Linked DNA regions of Arachis hypogaea: region 2 is linked to region 1. Evidence: chromatin contacts called from public Hi-C data. All regions are on one chromosome and are shown on one strand. The core of a region is the stretch at or near the end of the contact, and the rest is flanking DNA. Distances in the headings are between cores, read along the strand shown. Region 1 holds the start of LOC112796599 (pentatricopeptide repeat-containing protein At5g67570, chloroplastic). Region 2 holds the start of LOC112796601 (receptor-like protein kinase HSL1).

The links. A called contact is a pair of places that touch in the nucleus more often than the background predicts.
Region 2: a Hi-C map of leaf shows a contact between it and region 1, with 4 times the contacts expected there. The contact joins the promoter of LOC112796601 here to the promoter of LOC112796599 in region 1. A contact is called at or near these places in 2 of 8 Hi-C or Micro-C datasets (leaf and an unstated tissue).

Annotation. Positions count from the first base shown.
Region 1 is chr4:30,122,208-30,124,907 of arahy.Tifrunner.gnm2.J5K5, reverse strand. LOC112796599 (pentatricopeptide repeat-containing protein At5g67570, chloroplastic) reads left to right here and starts at 1,369. Exons shown (of 11, transcript XM_025839134.3): 1 at 1,369-2,006.
Region 2 is chr4:30,451,011-30,453,710 of arahy.Tifrunner.gnm2.J5K5, reverse strand. It overlaps LOC112796601 (receptor-like protein kinase HSL1), which reads right to left and starts at 1,440. Exons shown (of 2, transcript XM_072235476.1): 1 at 1-1,440.

The sequences.
Region 1 (2,700 bases), core at 120-2,619:
TCTTAGGGAGGTTGAGATATGGCTCTTGAAAGTGGGTAGAGAGATTTTAGGGGCAGTTACTCATTTGAATGAGTGATTATCTACCAGCTAATCTTCGTCCCCGACTTCTTTAGGGCTAGTCGTGGTAAGAACCGACTTCGTAGGGAGGAGGTCGGTACAAGGCAAAGCTCAACCCTTTTGGGCTGGGCCTTATCGTTGGGTTAGGGTATGAACAGTTATTATCATTTAGTATATTATTTGGACCAATTCTAATACTTAAATATTTAAAAATAGATTTTTAACGTATAAATAATATTTTTTGAATTACCTAAATCTTTTAATATAAATGATTTAATATTGTTTGAACAAACTAAAAATTAAAAAATAAGATTAATATTTCTTTTAAGAATGATTGTTATCAAAATTATAAATACATAATAAAAATTTAGAGTACATCAAAATAGTACCATAATAAAAAATTTAAATATTAAATTAATAGTGTAAATTTTTTAAGTGAATAATTAACAATAATAATACACTGTATTATAGATATATCATATATGTAACTTAGTATATTAGAAATAATTGAAAGTTTACTAAGTATGAATTAAAGCTTTTAAAAAATGATAATTTATACCCATTAATATTATCACAGTTTTATCTATTACTTAAATTTAGACCAATTTTACTATTATTATGAGTATTTGAATGTTTAAAAGCAAATCTATTATTGGTATGAGATTAACATATTTTTAAAATCTATTAATGTATTCAATAATATTAATAAGAGATGAGATGAGAAGCCAATGAGTAATAGTTTAAATGGCATAATTTTCTCATATTCATTTAAGAGATTGCGGGTTTGAGTCTCCTATCTTTGATAAAAAAAAAAGAGATGAGATGAAAAGAGAAAAAATGGGTAAGAGGCGAAAGATAACAAGTAAAAAAGTAGCCAAGTGGAGCAACGAAAATTTTTTAGAGATGAATAACTGACATTAAATAAAAAAGTTAATTAGAAAGGAAAATACTGAAAAAAAATTTTGGACACTAAATCTATATATTACCATTATATATTATTATAGGGGACACTCTAGTGTACAGATATGAGTGGTATAGAGAGAGAATATAATTTTTTTTATAGTTATTTTTTATTATTTTATTATTATTCAAAATATAGGTCCTACCTTTATTAATCTCTCTTTTATTCTATTAAAAAAAATCTATAAACTTACATCTTTATCATATAATTTACCTTCTTGTATATATATAACTAACAACTATATATAACCGGTTCGATGTAGTTGAACTAGAAATTGAAAATGTGGATTAGGGGAATTAGAGCATCCGCTGCAATCATAATTATTAGATTCGACTTGACTTGGTCAGTTCAACTGAAAACTTAGTTATTCGGCCGAGTCGTGCCATCTTTTAAACTGCTTAAGCATCAGACCCACAAAAAATCGACTTGGGTCGTTCGTGTTTAAGAAAAACTGGTGATCCGGTTGGTTTTCATAACCCGGTCCGACCGGTCCGAGTTATGCTTAATTTGTTTTTAGAAGAAAAAATGACGTCGTTTTCTAGTAAAGGAAAGCCAAAATCCAAATCTGCTCAGTGAACGTCTCCTTCCTCTTCCTCTTGCACCCACCAGGGCACTCCTCAGTGTCTTAGTCTCGTCACTCTCTTACTAAGCTGAAGCTTTCTTATCTCTCTCACTGAGTCACCGTCGCCCTCGCACTCAAGTTCTCTCGTGTCCGGTCTCTCACTCAAGCTCGTCGTTCGCTCTCTGTCTCGTCACTGTCTTGCCGTCAGCGCGCGCCTTCCCGGCGCTCGTCGTCGCCGGCGGCAGAAGCATCAGGTGCCGGGGCTGGTCGTCGTTGTCGCTCTTTGCCTCGTCACCGTCTCGCACTCAGTCCCGCGCCTTCCCTACGATTGTCGTCGCCGGCGGCAGAAGCAGCACGTCCCGGGGCTAGTGGTCGTCGTCTTCTTCTTGCTTCGAGCCTCGCCGTCAGCAGCTGGTCCCCGATTTGGTGAGTTCTATCAAATTCCCTGTTCTTTCTTGCTCAATTTTTTTTGCTGTAAATCATCTCTGCACCTTTATTTTGTTGCTGAAAGTTGAATTTGTTGCTGAAAATATCACTGAGTTGAATTGTTTACTGATTATCATCACTGAACCTTGAATATGATGCTGTCTTGTTGAAAAAATCACCCAGCTAAATTTTTTGTTGATGTAAACCTTGATTTTGTTGCTGAAAGTTTAATTTGTGGCTGAAAATATCACGGAGCTAATTTTTTTGTTCCTTGAATCTGTTGCTGTCTTGTTGAAAAAATTACCTAGCTAAATTTTTTGTTGATGTAATTCATCACTGCACCTTGATTTTGTTGCTAAAAGTTGAATTTGTTGCTGAAAATATCACTGAACTAATTTTTTTGTAGCTTAAAATCATCGCTGAGTTGAATTTGTTACTGATTATCATCACTGAAGCTTGAATCTGTTGTTGTCTTGCTGAAGTAATCACTTAGCTAAATTTTTTGTTGCTGTAAATCTGTAAATCATCTTTTGAGCTAAATCTTTTGTTGCTGAAATTATCATAGTTGAATTTGTTGTGAAAACTGAGGTTCATGCTCTCTGCAACTCAGAATAAAATTGTTGTTCCCATGCTCTTTTTTTTATGCTAGAATTTTAAAAATGTCTTCATCACAACTCAGTTGCTATGATGAATT
Region 2 (2,700 bases), core at 191-2,690, 330 kb before region 1:
TCAAACCGCCAATCCAACCCAGAATTTCACCAGACATTTCATTATAGCTCAAATCAAGAGTACCCAACTGGATCAATTTGGCCATGCTATCACGGATTCTACCAGAAAGCTTATTATTACCACCATGAAACTCCAAAAGGTTATTCAATGATCCAATTTCATCAGGATCAACCCAACTGGTTATGCGAAATCCTCAAATCAGACAGATTATAAGCAAGGGATACCAAATTTGAAACTGAACCAGACAATGTATTAGAATTAAGCTCGATTAAATGCAAATGAGGCAAACCCCAAAGTGCATCATGTACCTTTCCAGACAAGTTATTGTTCCCAATTCTAACCCTCCTCAGGCTCGTGCAATTTCCGAGGCTCTCCGGAATTTTCCAGGAAAAAAAATTGAACAACATGAGCAACTCCTCCAACTTTCCCCACCGGCACAAACCCGCCGGCAACTCGCCGGAAAAACGGTTAAAAGAGACGTCGATGATCTGTAACAGCGAGTTACTACCGAGTTCACTCGGCAAGCTCCCAACGAGTTCGTTTCTAAACAAACCCCTCGGCAACGCGCCGGTGAGCGCGTTTTCATATAATTCAATCTGGAACACGCTATTCAACCCCGATAACGATTCTGGTATCTCTCCGGTGAATTTGTTCTTTGAGAGGTCGAGATTCTCGAGGCGCCTGAGGTTTCCAATGGAATTCGGGATTGGACCTATGAGGTTGCAACCCGAGTGCCAGAGTTCTTTGAGGTTGGCGAGTTGAGTTGACTTGGGAGCTGACTCGGCGCAAAGGAGTTGTATGCTAAATGAAGGACCTTGAGTGACGTCATGTTAGTTAACGAGTTCGGGAATGGTCTGCTGAGGAAGTTGTTGACTAAGTCAAGTAACACGAGGCGGTGAAGAGTTTGGCTGAGTTGAGCGAGAATGTCGCCGGAGAGGTTGTTGAAGGAGAGGTCGAGGTGGCGGAGGGCGGTGAGGAGGGAATGGTTCCAACGAGAGTGTTTTGGGAGAGGTCGAGGTGTCGGAGACGGCGGCAGGCAGAGAGGGATTGAGGAATGGTGTCGGAGATGAAGTTGCCGGGGATGGAGAGGGTGGTGAGTGCGGGCAGAGGGGGATGGCTAGGAGTGAGCCGTTGAGAGTGCAGAGGGGAGTGACGGTGATGGTTACGGGAGTTGTGGTGGCGTTGCGGCACGTGACACCCCACCAATGGCACGGGGTTGTGTGACTTGTGTCTGAAGGGTTCCATGAAGAGAGTGAGTTGTCAAGGTCGGTTAGGTGGTTCTTGAATTGGAGTAGAAGGAGGCCTTCATGGTTTAGTGAGAGAGCTGGTTGTGAACAAAAGAACAAGAGGAGGAAGGTGGTCATGAAACTGAAAGGAAGCATTACATTATGAGTAACTATAACTGGTTAATTTGTTGGTTAGTGTCGTCGGAGGAAGAACAAGAGTAGAATTTTTTACTTTTTTTTTTATAGTAGTGCTAAGCTACCAACTTTTTATCTGTCAAAATCTGCTAATTTGAATTGGGCTGAACATGAAGTCTATCTATTAAATAAAGCCACATCTAAGTTAATCATGGTTTAATCTTAATTTATCACGTGTTGATAATAGTTGGCAGACTCTCTCTTGGTAACGTATACTTTTCTTTTTTTTATTGTGACTGGTGAATATCAAGGAAAAATGAGAAGATGGGCGAAGTGGGTTTGGTGTTATTTTGCATGGGAAAAGAAAGACGGAAAAAAACTTGGAAAGGATCAAGAGATGTGGGCCGTGGGCCCCATTGTGTTCCTATTTTTGTCTGTAAAATTATCTACATTATTTTCGTGTTTTTTTTGGGAAATAATGGAGATTTAGAGAGTATTAGAGATATAACCATTAGTGATATTGTTTTTCATCTGGTGAAATTTTTAGGATGAGTGGTATCATGACATGGTATTAGAGCTCTAGATTCAAAAAGTCAAAAATTCATTTCTTGGTGAATCCCAAAATCAGCTCAAGGTTTTGAAAAGATGTATGTGTGATGTTTATTTTATAACTCAATAACTCATTATACACATTGTACAAATAATCTATTGACTCTTTTTGATATTTTTGTTTTGAGTATTTAAAATGTTGATAAAAAATAAAATAAAACAGTAAATAACTTTAATAATTTATCGTTAATATTATAAAAATGAATAATATATATAATTATATAAATATCATGTTTTTTTTTCTGTTTTCGGTTTTTAAAGATTAAAAAGAGGTGGTTTAACAAGTGAGTACAAATTTGAGGATAAATGTAAAGCAAATTTATTACTCCTTCTTGTTTGTTATTTATGGGAATGATTAAATTTAGGAATTTTACACATTTAACATGTTTTAATAAAAATAAATATTTTTTATATTTATTATGTAGATTATTATTTAAAAATAATATAATTAGACGACAATATAAAATATTTTATACTATTAATATATTAAAATTAAATTCATAAAATAAATTTAAAATTTATATATTTTAAAATTCTCAAAACAATTATATATTTACATATTATTATTTGTCTTGTTGCTAATACAGCAAAATTATATTAAACATATTTTATTTTATATATTAAAATTAAGTTCATAAAATTTGTGTATTTAAATTTGTTTTAAAAATAAATGTGTTCTAAAATTGATTGTTCTATCTTTAATTTTGTTAATATATCATTACTGACAAGA